Regions from separate parts of the Anser cygnoides genome. Here region 1 is linked to region 2. Evidence: chromatin contacts called from public Hi-C data. All regions are on one chromosome and are shown on one strand. Each heading gives the region's core, a stretch centred on a gene start, on an enhancer-like site or on the middle of the called end of the contact. The rest is flanking DNA. Distances are from core to core; before and after follow the strand shown.

Evidence for each region. A called contact is a pair of places that touch in the nucleus more often than the background predicts.
Region 1: a contact with region 2 is called in a Hi-C map of liver, with 1.7 times the contacts expected there. The contact joins the enhancer-like site here to the promoter of TBX2 in region 2. A contact is called at or near these places in 4 of 7 Hi-C or Micro-C datasets (granulosa cells and liver).

Annotation. Positions count from the first base shown.
Region 1 is chr18:10,280,368-10,287,461 of Taihu_goose_T2T_genome, reverse strand. It overlaps BCAS3 (BCAS3 microtubule associated cell migration factor), which reads left to right. Exons shown (of 26, transcript XR_010825687.1): 24 at 6,063-6,243. Among named protein-coding and RNA genes, the nearest start is that of TBX2, 39 kb to the right of the region's middle. Within about 2 kb of position 1,886, at least 1 of the 3 cell types and tissues checked has open chromatin away from gene starts, as enhancers often do. A contact at or near this core is called in liver, where this site is marked.
Region 2 is chr18:10,243,314-10,250,815 of Taihu_goose_T2T_genome, reverse strand. It overlaps TBX2 (T-box transcription factor 2), which reads left to right and starts at 5,767. Exons shown (of 7, transcript XM_048074274.2): 1 at 5,767-6,767; 2 at 7,478-7,502. The coding sequence starts at 6,403.

The DNA.
Region 1 (7,094 bases), core at 637-3,136, 41 kb before region 2:
AATGAATAAGGGAGTTTAAAAAAAAAGGCAAATGTTTCAACATCGGAGGTAGAGAAAGACTGGATAATAAGGAGCAAAATTAACAAACAGCAGACATTTTATTATGCATTTTACAATAATGTTTACATTCTTTCCTCTATATTTGTTTTTCCTTGAAAAGATTTATGTATTTATAAAAATATCTCACTGTTCCAGCTCTGAAAATTGCAGCCTCCCTCACATTTGAAAGCCTTCACGATTGCTGTGATCGCTGGCCATGTTCCTAGGCATCTGAACCGCTTCTCCCCGGCCCGTGGTTAACCCTTTGCGCAGGGGGGAAGGAGACGGCTTTGGCTGGGCAGTGGGGAGGAGGAGGAGGGCGAGACGGCCCCCAGGGACCCGCCGAGCTCCCACCGCAGCACTGGGACAATCCTGCCCATTGCAATCCATTGCTGCTGCCGGGCTCGCTCCTCCCGGCCCCTTCATGCTTGCCTCGAGCTCGTTTAGAAACAATTACAGAGGAATAAGCAGCATTTTCGTTTGCAAGTCTGCCGTGCGCTGAGGAGGCACGCAGGAACCTCTCGGCCACGGCAGCCTCGCTTATCTGAAAGTTCAAAGGGATTTGAAAGTGTTCGCTGCCTGTGGGACCGGGCACCCCGGTTGAAGCCTCCATTAATTAAATGCACTCACAGGATACAGAGCTGGTGAGTAATGTCCTGTTTATAGCAGAAGTGAGCGATTCTGGAAAAAAAGAAACACTGTGGGAGGGAAGATGACAGGGAAATAGAGTTACTCGCAAAGGCTGCAGCCTCTGCCATCGTTTCCCAGGGCACTGCTGGCACTCACAGCCCCAGCTCAGAGCCGAGCACAGGTGAGTTTTGTCAGCTGAGGGGCACATCCCGCATCAGGATGGGAAGGAGGTGTGCGATCCGGCCATCAGAGGCCAGCATCTGAGCATGCACACGTCCAGAAGCCCAGCGAGTGGCAGGTCGGGGTAAAGCTGCGTCCTCCCCAACCAAGAGAGGAATCTGCGCAGCTCCCCCAAGGGCGAGCACTTGGTGCTGCTGCTTTGCAGCTTTCCCCCTGGAGTAACGAGGTTACAGCATGGAAGTGAATTGGCAAACCCTGTAGGAAAGTTCAACCATTAATATTTAAACGGAGTATGTTATAATTTGACTGACTACTTGGGGCGAGGAATTTCCATGTGCTCGTTCTTAATACACCCATGGGGTTCTCGCTCCCAGCCCAGGCTGTTCTGGGCAGCACGGTCACGCTGGCACCGCAGTTCTGGTGCCTTAGGTCCAGGAGGGCCTGGGGCTCCCTTCAGCGTCCCCTCCTGCTTCCTAAATGGCCCCAGCAGGAGCGGCGTGGGCGCAGGCAGCAGCATGGGCACAGGCAGCCCCATTCTGCTCCTTCCGACACCACCTCCAGCTCCCCCAGGGCCTGCCCCTCCCGGAGAGCAGCCTGGGTCGAGCCCACGGCTCCTTCCCAAGAAGGACGCATCTTTTGTTGGTTAAAATTGGCAGGCCGTTTCCTTTACTATTTACTCTGTTATTTTTGCTCACACGTATGTTGCAATATGCAAGGTGAGGCTCAAAACTGTCAAGCTCTTTAATAGAACCATTACTGTATTTTTGGAGAACGTACTCTTTTTGATTTACTGTTCCTTAGAAGACAGGAAATGGAGCTACTTGATTTCATACTTTAAACAAAGCCGTCCAGAGGTTTAATGAAAAAAATTTCCCCTGGCTTTCGAATTAAAGGGCTATGGTGAAAGATTTAGCTTGGCTATTTTGACTTAGAAAAATAACATACTAGAAGCATTAAAATATTTTGTAAAAATACTTTTTAGTACTAGATTTTTCAGAGAAAATAACCTTCTCTGGTTTTCTCGGTCTTCGGTCGGTAGGGCTAGCTGTGAAAGGAAAGGACGTTTCCAAGGTTTGGGTGTTTTTCTTTCCTTCTGTAGAATTTATTTTCCTTTTATATTAAAAGCCTTGAAACAATTGCAACGCTGAAGACAAATTCTGTGCTTCTAAGCAAGGTAGTTTGGTATGAGTAATGGCAGAAGCCTTTGCCATTAGCAAAACGCGAGCAGCGTGAGGCAGAAGGACGCAGAGCCTAATCCTGTGCTGCCCGGCAGCAGCGGGAGGAAAGGGCAGTTCTCCTCGGGAGGCAAATGTCAGTGGAAGGCCAGAAGTGGGAGATCGGTATCAGGAGAAAATGGGTTTTAATAGGAAAATGCTGCGTGTGGAGCAGAATTAGCTTGGAGTGTCTGGGGCGGTAGAAAGCTAAACACGCTGGAATTGCAACACAAAGCACTTTCGACCTAGATGTTCAAGCCAAGGTTTCTGCTTGTTCCATTTGGTTTGATTTGACTTTGTTTTTTATTTGTAGCGCAGTGGATCTGGGATGGAGCTTGGGCATCGTACAAAGCAGGCTGATGGTCTTAATTTCCACCCAGTTTCATCTTCAGTAAATAAGGGGAGAAGGAAACGTTCTGCTAGCTTGAAAGCACCGTGCCGCAGGATGAAATATTGACACAAGTTAGTCGCCGGGATTTTTTTCAGTGACTTCAGTGAGGTTTCAGCAGGATTTCACTAGTAATTGCTCGGCTAAAATAATACCCAGTTTTCTTTTGCAGTTGTTTCTGCAGTAATAGCTCCGTATAGGTGGAACCTGTTCCACCATCAGAGGAGCTGTGGCAGGTCTGGGGGACAGAAGGAAGGCTGGATTTCACACGTCAAGGTCTTACATTCGCGGCTGTCAGTAAGATTTCAGCAGTTTATCAGAGAACGCACCCGGCAACGCCTGCCTTCTCTCAGCCCCTCGGTAATCCTTGGGATCGGCAGGAGGCTTCCTCTGGCGCGCTGCTCCGGCGCTGCTGCTCCGGCTTTGGGGTTGGGGCGTTCGGAGCAGGACACTGCTCTGAGATGTATTTGTAAACTTCTCTCTGGCCGACGATGAGAAATTTGATACGTTATCAACTGAGATGCTAGGACTGGCGAAGAGAGAGCAAGGCGGACAGAAAAAGAGATTGCAATTTAATAAATAGCAAAGATACGGTTAGCTGCTATCAGTTTAAATTTAATGCCATTAACTCTTGTGCATTTGGTAATGATGTATGTAGGACAAAGCACCCAAAGGCTACCGGGGAGTCACCAGCCTGGCTGTGGTTTCATGCACTTCACAGAAGAATTTTTCCAAGGCATAAAAATACCCAGGACTTCATTCTGCCTTGAGAAAATGGTTTTCCTCCGATACATCTGCTGTCTGTCAATGCAGCAGCAAGAAGACGAGGAAGGGCCATGACAATCGCTCTTGTTCTTCCTGAAGCAGCTTTTTTTTTTTTTTTTTTTTTTTCTTTTTTTACATCAGAGAGGTACAGAGCCAGTCGTTTGGGCTTCGTGGTACCAAAGGACCTGCCTGTCTTAAGCAAGGTCACATTTTCTCCCCACACGCTCTGTGTAACCTAGGTTACAACCAATTTAATAGATGTATATATTGAAATAGGGAGGAATTGGTGGACTCCAGGACAATACCTGATGGTGCAGATCCCACCTCTGCCCCACTGCTGGTTACGCAGTGATGCCTGCGTGGTACGGTCATGGCTGGGGAATCATCGCTGGGTGCCTGGACAGGAATCGTATTGCCAGATGTGTGCTTGTAACATGCAAAGGGAGTCAAAAGGGAGGGAAGATAAAAACTAGAGCTTCACCAGCCTTTCAGTTTTTTACAAGAAAGCTTTCTGTGCAGTTAATCCCTCTAACCTGCATTTACATTAACACTCACACCTCACACGTTGCTGCTAAGAAGTTTTGGCAGCTCCTGGCCCTGATTGCAGAGGTAACGCTACACTTGTCTCCTTTGCTCTCACTCAAGTATCTCTGGAACCAGAGACCAGCACTCTATGAAGTTTCTCCTTGTACACGTATGCAGTCATCTTGGCAGAGCTTCAAAAGCCATTTGCCTTATTATTCATATGTCTGCTTATAGGAGCAGAAATGCTCCCATTTCTCACTTTCAAAATAAGAGCAGACCCTAGCAAAGAAGGGATTTCTCCTTGGCATTTCAGGCACAGCAGTGCGAATCCGTGGGAGCTTGCCATCACCCCGCTGCCACGCTGGGCTTTGTGGGTGCGGGTTTAGAAGCCCCCCGGTAGCTCTCCAGGGACATGAACAGCCATAGGGTAAATGCCTGAAACCGGTGGGCTCCTGGAGTATAAGCAGAGTGGGGATCTCAGGGCCTCATGAAATCCCACGAAGGATGACTTGAAAAAGAAACTTTCAAAAAAGACCAAATTTCGCTTTTCCTCCTGCAGTTAGGATAGCTGACAACATGGAAATGTTGCAGAGACCGAAACATAATAGAAATTACTTAGCCTCCTCACTGCATTTTCTCAAACAAGCTTCAAGAACCCTTGCCTTAAAACAAATTAGTAGACTGAAGTAACCTTATAAATCCAAAGACCCATTAAAAAGTTGAAATATTTGGTCATTCCTCCTCTCGGTTCAAACTGGGATTCATCCAGAGTTCAAGTGCGTGTATCACACAAGAGCCATGGTCCCATTTTGTAGAGGTCCATTTTAGTGTTGATGGTTTTCTAGTGCCAGGAATCTACTCTGCAGCCAGGCAGAGAGATAAATCAAAGTTGTGCGCGCTGATGAAATTCAGGAGCCAGAAGTCACCATTGCAGCCCATATAAATCCCTGAATGCCAGCCCTTGTGCTTTTGTCCATGCCATTAGAGTTCAAAATTATCTGCCCCTCTTTGCTGATGTATGGATTAACCGGCTGCCCGAGTGTTTACTAACGGTTATCACCCAGTACTTTGGACGTTATCAGAGGAAGGGACGCCTGCCGCAGGGCTTGGTCTCTCACCCTTTCTATTACCACCTGTCAGTGGCAGAGAGTGTGCTGTGAAGCTGTACAGTCACAGAGTACAAGTGTAGATAGTTTCTGACGGCTGATCAAAGGGGAAAACCAAAGGCCTGATAACAAGGACGTGTTTCATGTACTTTTAACTTTGAGAAACATTGGCATTTGCATTTTTTCCCCTCTGCAGGCTGGCAGAAACCAGGCACAATAAATGCTGCATATTCAGTTACCTAATAGTTGAGTAAATGGTATGTGCTTGAAGCAACAAAGCATAACTGTAATCTTGTTCCAAGTGGGAATGATTTAAGTAAGCCTTTGCAGAAGACTTGCCGTATAATAAAGTAGAATAATTTTAATTTGTACTTTGAAGTGATCTTGAATTCAGAATCTAATCTTTGTATTCAGCAGAACATCGTATACTGTTGTGAATGAGGTAATAACTGTAAGCTAAGGAATTACTTTCAGTATCTTTTGTAGGTACGTGCACTCTGTCATCATAGCCAGCATCCTCAGCAAAGCACTGCTGATGAAAGAGTCTCTGTTAGCTCAAGTTGCAGGTAAAATTTCACCGTACAGGGACAGAAAATCCACATATCTAGGCTGAAAGAAGGGCTCACTTTTTTCCTTCAGTAAACGTACTTTGAACACAAAGCAGAAAGTAAGCAAGCTGTCCTTTTCTCACCAGCATATCACACTGTTGCACTTCCCTGCACAAGAGCAGGAAAGGTACACTAGCTGCAGTTTGTGGCCAGTAGCAAGGACAAAACAATGTGACTGTTTCCATTGTCCAGGATGAGAAGGGCAGGGAGTGCTCAACAGCAAAGCAGTGAAAGGCAAATCGACTTTAATTTCTGGTCCTCTAACGTACTTAATAACCTATGCAGGTTTTTTAATGTTACAGTTCCTGATTCTTTTGTCACTTACATCAGTGTCATTATGCTGATTGCAGCAAAGGCTCTCCCAGCTCTCACTAGTGTGAGACCAGACTTGGGTCTGTATTTCTAATTTAACATTTTTGCATAAAGCTGCTAAGTACCTGGGCCTCTCTGCTTGCTCCTACTGTGCTATTAACGCCAACGTTTCAACTAATGTGCTAAAATTAGCTTTTCAGGAGCTCAAAATGCAAGGCCTTCTTTCTTTCAAATGCAATAAATGATATCATATGGTCCCAGGCTCTCCCGAACATCTCCCGTTTGTTTGTTGAAGGTGCCTTTGACCGGAGCGTGACCTTGCTGGAGGTGTGTGGGAGCTGGCCCGAGAACTTCGGTCTCCGCCACATGTCTTCCATGGAGCACACTGACGAGGGCCTCCGGGAGCGCCTGGCCGATGCGATGTGCGAATCCCCCAGCAGGGACATAGTGGGATCAGGAACAGGTACAAAGAAGAGGTGTGATCAGAGATCACGTACATCTCACCCAATGGTGATTTTTATTTTTTATTTTTATTTTTTAAGTTTTGCTTCTCCTTTCCTCTGCACACTACCTCTGTGATTAATCAACTTTTATGGGGGTCTCACTTAGTGTGAGAAAAGTCATTTTTAAAAAGAAAATATCGGTAGGTCACATAAACATAGTCAGGGAAGCCTAAAGCAACTCGAAGAAAAATGCTGGCTTTTGAAGCTCCCTTACCATAGCACTGTGATAAGGACTTTTATCCCTTCCCTGCCAACTCGGGAGCATCTGAGTCTATGTGCAGATTGCTGCCCTTGCCCACACTGATCCAAACAATGTCATAATCGCACACATCCTAATTTTGTGTCCTGAATAGAGCCACTGTGAAACGCTGGTTCTATAATCCAAATTAATCTATCTTCATCAGTGTCCATTATATTGATAAATTATATCATCTGTTTAAGTAAATGGAATAGCACGTCAGAGATTATGCTGCTCAGAAGGGGCCCAGTGCTAGGAGATGTTCAGAAATGTTAAAGCTCAGTTATTGTGGTTTTATTGTCTCCCATTAATTTTGGCTTGTTTTAAAAACGCCTTCTAGTAAAAGGTCTAGGCCCATCTTTGATCTGTGCACCATTTGTGTTGCGACCAGCAGCTAATAGCCATGGTCGCTTCTAACATCAGCTGCCAGCTCACTTGTCACTCTTCTGGCAAGATGCCTGGGAAGGAAAAAAGGAGGAACTTGAGCAGTAACACAGGGGTATGCCAGCCTAGTGACATTACAGAAATGTTGCAGAGAGTAGAAGCTGCTTTTCCTTTCACTGTGGTCCTTGTATTTTTGAGGGCC
Region 2 (7,502 bases), core at 4,518-7,017:
CTTGGAAAACACGTCTGGAGAGCAGGCTGCCGGCGCCGCACGGCGCACGTGGGCGAGGAGCTGGGAGAGGAGCCGGGCCTGGGGCTCACCGCGTGCCCCTACCAAGCCCCCCGCAGGGTGCGGGACAGCCCCTCGACACCCCAGCACCTACAGAGAAGGGGGAAAAAGCTGGGGGTGGGAGACAGGAGGGGTGGCTCGGCTGTTTCAATGTGCAGGCTTGTTTTAAAATTAAAATCTGGGCAGCGCCCAGATTAAAATCTGCGGAGCACCTCGGCACAGGGTGTTGCACTGCCGCCGTGTCCCTGACGGAGCGGCCCAGGGCAGTGCTGCTTTTTTGAGGAAATGTGAATAAAAACGATGAGAGATGGTTTCCATGCGGGGCTGGGTCTGTGTCAGATGTGTCTGTGATTGAACACCAGTGAAAGGGACAGGTGCAGCGAGCACTGAGAGAGCTTTATTCCTGGCCATGGCCAGCACATTATTTATTTTGGCTGCCTTTATTTTCTCAGCAGAGAATTGCACTCTCCTACAAACACGAGACACTGAATTCTGCAATCCTAAAAGTCAAAACTAGAAAAACAAAAAAAAAAAATCTCATGTGACAGGAGAGCAGCAGCGTCAGCTCCCGGTGCAGATTTGATTTCAGATACATTCCCAACTCCCGTCTGAAGCCCGGGACGCCGGCCCTGCTTAGCCCTGCACGCCCAGCAGCATTCACCTTGCCCTGCCTTTGATGCCGTAAATTTTGCCGAACTCCTCGCCCCACACAGCAACCCCGGCAAGGGGATGGGGCCAGCTGGGAGTGTGACCCCCGTCGGGGCTGGGGCTTCTCCCTGCGGGGCCGGCACCCCCCGCTCCAGAAGAGCAGGAACTGGGGGGGGAGAAACCTGGGGCAGGATCCAGCCGGGGACCCCCCCCTCCCTCGGGGCCCCCTTTTTCTGTTGGCAGCAGCCCCCGGAGCTGCTCTTGCTCTGCCCCCTTTGCAAATCGCTGCTTGGTGCTCGGGGCCGTGTCCCCCCCGGTCCGGGCCGCGCCGTCGGAGGGCCAGCACAGGGCCCAGCGCAGGGCCCCGACGTGGGCGAGCCGCGGCTGTCGGGGGGCTTGCTGGCTCCCTCCCCGCTGTGCCCGCCGCCATCCAGGTCAGACTGCTCAACGGTCCCAAATCCTCACTTTTAATCCCGCAAAGGAAGGGGGCGGGAGCTGTAACAGCATTATTTGATCAAATAACGTCGTTCGCTAATCTCTTTTATTTAAGAGATGAACCGGCCACGCAGCGCCGCGCTGCCTCCTCCGGCCCCCCCCTCCCGGGACCGGTTTCTCTCGGGAAACCCGGCTGAAAACCGGGGCCCCGGCACCCCCGAACGGCGACGCCGCCCCTCGGGGCTCCGGGGCTCCGCGCCGCCCTGGGACCGGAGCGCGCCCCGTCGGGGCCGAGCCGCCGTCACGCGTGGCGGGGGGGGGGGGGGGGCTCGGATCTGGCCGCCGCTCGCCCCCGGCCCCATCCCATTACGGCGATGAGGCGGCGGTAATGCCATTAGCCCGGGGATTACGCGCCCGCGCCGGGATGTGACACACTTTCTCAAATGGAAGTTTTTTAAACAGAGGGATTTGCATGATCCCCCCCAACACACCACCACCCCGCCCGCCCCGTCCGCGCTGCCGCCCGCCCCCCGCGGTGCCAGCTCGGGTTTCACGCCGCGGGGACCCCCCCCCCCCGCGGGCCCGGCCCGTCACCCTACAAGGGAACGGGATCGGGGCGGGCGAGGCGCCGGGCCTCGACGGGGGGAGCCGGGCAGCCCCGACGGGGGGAGCCGGGCAGCCCCGGGGTGCGGGGCCGGGCGGGGGTCACGCCGCCCCCTCGCAGGGAGGGAGCTCCGCAATTAAAAAATAAAATCAAACGAGCGGCGGGGCTCGGCTCACAGCAGCGCGGAGGTAACGAGGGCGGGGGGGCCGCGGAGGATGCGCCCCCCACCCCCAGCCCACCGTGGGCCGCCCGGCCGGGCCGGGGTCACTCGCCGCCCGCCCTGACAAGCGGGCTGGGAAATGTGTTTATAAGTGGTTCAAACTCTGGATAAACTTCAGCGGCGTTTGTGTCTGCGTCTCCCCGCGTGTTGTTATTTTCCAGAAATCTGGATTACTGGAAATATTTTCTTTAAAGCAGGAGAGAAATCTAAACAGTCTGGGGGCAAAGGGGGGATTCGGGGGGGGGGGCGGCCCGGGGGCTGCCGGGGCTCCGCGGGTTTCCCCTCGCACCGGGGCCGGTGTGGGATAAAAACCCACCGAGAGGGGCCCGGTTACTGCCCGGGATGTGCCGGGCACCGGCCCCTCCCCGACCCACCTGCAGGGCCGCCGCCCCCCGACGGGCACCTGAGCGGGGTGGGGGCCTCTCCCTGCCACCCCTCGGTTTTTCCTTCCCAGGTGGAGCCGGGGAGGCGCGGCCGGGCAGGGAGTGGGGCCGGGGCAGCTCCGGGGCTCCGGGCCGCCCCTCGCCCCCTCCCCGCTTCCCCCGGCCCTGCTCCCCGCTGCCTCCGTCGGGGTGCAAGAGGGGTGCGTGGGAGCTGGGGGGACCCGGGGCCGCTGTGTCCCGGGGGTGCCGGCCCCCGACGGCACGTCCGCGGCTGGGGCCAAGGGCTCCCCCCGGGGCCGGGGGGTGCAGCTCCCACCCCGCACCTGCGGAGCTGCTCCGGCCCGCCCGGGCGGAGGCGTCGAGTGGCCGCAGGTGTGTCCGAGGGGAGCGCCCAGCCCTGCCATCTGCATCGGGAAGGGGGCCCCGACGGCCCGCCCTGGGCACGGGGAGACGGCTTCGTTCCGGGCCGGGCCCCCCTCCCGCGCAGCCCCGTCGGGGGGAGCGAGCCCCGGGGCGCGGGGCCGCGGCGGAGCCGGGAGGAGGGGAAGGCGGAGGCCCGGCTGCTTGTGAGAATTGTTATTTTTCATCAATCACCCGCAATTTGTGTAAGTGCCCCGGACAGGACACCAGCCGTCCTGCTGGCTGGGGTCACGGAGACAACACAGCGATGGAGAAGAGCAAACTGCATTTGCTCACCAGCTCACAGATCCAAATTACGGCCCTCGCATGGCGCGGGGAAGGGAGCGAAAGGTCCATGTGACATGAGGGAAATATGAAGGACTTTGACAGGTCTTAAACGGCCTGGCGCCAAGGCCTAAGTCTACCGGCTAAAAATAGAAAAGGGATGATGAGTGGAGATGGGCAGAGATGAAAGGGAAGAGCGAGCGGGGCCGCGGCGGCGCGGGTGGGGCGCGGGGGCGGCCGGGCCGGGCCGGGCCGATCCCCCCGAGCTGAGCCGGGCCCGTCCCGTCCCGTCCCGTCCCCACGGGGCGTCCCGGCCGCCGCTGCCCCGGCCCGGGGAGCGCTCGGCGGCGGAGAGCCGGGCAGGGCAGGGCAGGAGGCCGCGGCTCTCCTTCCCCAGGGCCGCTCATTGCCGAGGCCGCGTTGGGTTTTGCCCGGCCGCATCGCGCCGCCCTCCCCGTCCGTGGGCGCAGGCTCCTGGGGTCGCTTTCGCGTCCGTCGGGGCCGTGGAAACGGTGCCCGGCTCTCCTCAGCCCCCACCCCGCTGTCCCCCCGACGGGCGCGGCACAGAGGGTCGGGGAGACGAGGCTGCTCTGCATCGGTTTTTATTCTGCAGGCGAGGGCGTTTACGACGTTACAACGGTGCGGGGGGCGGCGGCCGGGGGCGGCAGGCCCTGTGCCGGCGGAGAGGCGACGTTTCCTGGCGGGGTCGCGGCTGCAGGCAGGGCCCGGTGGGCTGCGCCCCGCCGTTCCCCTCGGAGGTGGCCGCGGGTCGCCGTCGGGGCCGCGGGAGAGTTGCCCCCGGCGTGGGGCAATGCGAGGCTCCGGGATCGCTTTGCGAGGGGGAAGGAAAACACAACAAAACAAAACAAACAAACAAAACGGGGGGGAGGGGGGGGGTAGAGGGGAGTAGGAAGAAAAAAAGCCCGAGCAAGCCCCATTTTTGCCAAGGCTGCTGTCAGCACATTTCCGCGGTGGCGAGGAAGCAAAGTCCAAAGCAGGTCTAAATTTCAAACCCCGCTCGCCACCTCGCCCTGTTCAATGGTCAGCGGGACCCCCCCGGCCCCACCGCCCCTCACGGCGGCCGGGACCGGCACGGGCAGCCCCGGAGCGGCCGCGCTGTGGCCGCCCCGTCGGGGGCCGGGCGGCGAAGATGAACCTGCGGCGGGGGGAGCGGCCCCGGGGACAGCCGAGGCTCTGCTCGGGGCTCTCGGCGACGCCGGGAGGGCAGCGACCAGGGCTTGCTGTCAGCAGGATGAGCCTTAGTGGGGGCAGAAAGAGGGGAGAGGAGGCGGCGGGGACGGGGGTACCCGGGCGTCCCCGCGTCCCACCCTGCGCGGGAGCAGCGCAGCGCGGCCCCGAGGGGACAGCGGCCGCCGGAGCAGGACGGGGGCGGCTTCGGCCGCGCCTCGCTGCGCGTCCGCGGAGCGGTGGGGCCGGGGGGGGCGGGCCGGGGGGCAGAGGAGGGGGCCCGCCTCCGCTCCCCCCGTCCCGTCTGGCCGCAGAGCAGGCGGCGGGGGCAGGAGCCTTGTAAGGCACGCAGGGCGCTTTTTGAAGATTTGGGGGTAAATATGAAGTGACAAGAGACGGGTCTTTATTGTGAGGGCTCAGCCGCCTGGCGCCAGGGCCCTCTTCAGCCACCGCAGCCCTCAGTTAATCAGCGCAGATCTCCAAACGGACCTCTCCGCGGGGACACCCACCGCGCCCGCCGCCCCCCCCGGGCCCCGGCGCGGCGGGACCGGCCCTAATCCCTCTGCAAACAGCCCCGGCATTTCCCCCTCCGCCTTATCTGCCTCCCCCCGCCCGGGTAAACAGCCCCTCCGGCCGGCCAGAGCAGCGCCAACCCCGGGGGCCGCGGCCCCGACGGCTGGGGCGGCCCCGGGGGCCCGGCCTCCCGCTGCCCGCCCGGCTCCTCGCGGGGCGCCCCGACGGCGGGGTCCGCGCCCCGTCCGTGCGCTCAGGGCTCCTGGCGGGACCCCCCCACACGCACCCGTCCGTCGGGGCGGGGGGCGAGGGGGGGAGCGGGAGCGAGGGCAGGGCGCGAGTGTCCGCCACTCACCCGCGCTGGAGCTCGCCGCTCGGGCCTCGCCGCCTGCAGCTCTCCCACGGCCCGGCCGCGCCGACGGGGCCGCGCTCCCGGCGGCCTCCCCCGAGCCCGGGCCGCCCCGTCGGCGGGGCGCGGAGCGGGGCGGGCCCCACCTTGATCCTCTTTCCAGGATCTGTCGTAAGACGGCAGCCGCCGAGCTCCGGCCCCCCCCTCAACCCCCCCCCCACCCAACCCGCCGCCCCCGCCCACCCCCCTCCGCCCCCGCCCGGGGCTGCGCGGCCGCGGAAAGCTGCGGGGCGGCCCCCGGCCCCCCCCCCCCCCGGCCCCGCTCCGCGCTCCGCCGCGGTGGCTCCGCGCTGTCCCCGCACCGGCGGCCGCCGCTCCCCGGCCGCGGCGCAGCCAGGGCTGACCCGGTATGCGGAAAGGAGCCGGGGGTGGGATTTCGAGCACTTTTCTCTGTCATTGGTTAATATTTTATTCTGTTGACATGTTTTCTTACTGCCGATGCTTCCGACACCTTCTTCTTTTTTTTTTTTTCCTTTCTTTTTTTTTTTTTCCCTTCTTCCCGTCCTCCCTCCCTCCCTCCTCGCCCCCCCCCCCGCCCCCCCGCGCCCGGAGCTTGGCCGGAGCTGTCAAAACCACGCCTATGCAGATCCACAATTGGTCTGAAACGCGTAAAATCAGCAATCAAGGGGGCTTGGCTCATTAGCGGGCGGATCAGAGCAGGAAGGACATGTGAGATAGTCACAGTTTTACAGAGATCACGACAAGATCTAACCGTTTCCACCCGGGCTCCTTGAGCCATGAGCAGCCCTCGCCCGAGCGCCGGCCGCGGGGCGCGCAGCGGTGCCGGGGCGCAGGCCGGGCCCGCGGGGGTGTGAGGGCAGCGCGGCCGCCCCTGCCCGCGCCCCCGCCCCGCTCTCGGTGCCGGTTCAGCGCCGGGAAGGACTTCGCCGGGAGGGCTTTTTGCCCTCGCTCGCTCTCCCTCGCTGCGACAACAACAACAAAAAAATAAGGACCTACTGTCTCCCCTCCGCAGACCGGGAGTCCCAGGAGCCGGGAACTGCCTCTCGCTTTTTTTTTCTTCTTCTTCTTCTTTTTTTTTTTTTTTTTTTCCCAGATCTAGTTCCGCTGTTTTTCGGCTTTTTTTTTTTTTTTGTGTGCGTTTTTTATTTTTGCTGTTGATTTTTCCTTCCTCTTCCAGAGACTCGAGCGAGTTCGCTGGGCAGGAGAGACAAAAAATACTACTACTAATAATAACAATAATACACACACACGTTTTTGTAAAGGGAATCCCTCTTTTTCTCCTGGATTTGTGGATGCACCGATGAGAGATCCAGCCTTCCCAGGGACTGCCATGGCTTACCACCCCTTCCACGCACCCCGGCCGGCCGACTTCCCCATGTCCGCCTTCCTCGCAGCCGCCCAGCCTTCCTTTTTCCCCGCTCTGGCTCTGCCTCCGGCGGCGCTGGCTAAGCCCATGCCGGACCCCGGGCTGGCCGGGGCGGCCGAGGCCGGGCTGCACGTCTCGGCCCTGGGACACCACCACCAGGCAGCCCATCTGCGCTCGCTCAAGAGCCTGGAGCCCGAGGAGGAGGTAGAGGACGACCCCAAAGTGACGCTGGAAGCCAAAGAGCTTTGGGACCAGTTTCACAAGCTGGGCACCGAGATGGTGATCACCAAGTCGGGAAGGTAAGAGCCGGCCCCGCGCAGCCCCGCGCAACCCGCCCGCACCTGCGGGGCTGCGCAGCGCCCTCGCCCCCCGGCCCCAGCCCTTCCCCGCCGCTCGCCCAGCTCGCCCCGGGGAATTCACCCCGGGCGACAGTCGATGGGGTTTCGATGCCGGCAGTTTTCGGAGGTATTTAACCCCCCCCGCCAGCTATCCCCCCCCCAGCCCCCCCAGTTATTACTTTTTAAAGCGCGGTCCCAAATGAAATTAGTGCGCGCTAATTGAGCGCCCGCAATCCCCCGCTGCATTTGTTTACGCCGCTCTCGGCGGCTCCTCGCCGCCCGCAGCTTTTCCTGCCCCTGCCAAACTTTCCCCGCCGCCGGGGTCGGCCCCGGCCCCGCTGCCGGCCCCGGAGGAGGCAGAGGAGGGCAGCGAGAAGGGGCTCGGTCCGGGGATCCCCTTGGGCTCTGCCCTCTATTTCTTGGAAGGGGATTTGAAGCTTTTTCCCCTCTTTCTTCCCCTATGGGCGCAGCCGAGCGGGGTGAGAAGGAGCAGGGCCTGCCGGCCGTGCCAAAGGCTGGGAAGCCGCGGGGCGAGCTGAAGAAACCCCCCCGTGTTTCGGAGGGGCCGGGCGGTGCGGGGCTGCCGGGCCGGGCCGGGGGCCGCGGCCGTCGGGGGTCGCGCACCGGGCGGGAGGGCGCCGCGCCCTGCACCGCTGTGCGTCTCTCCGCAGGAGGATGTTCCCCCCGTTCAAGGTG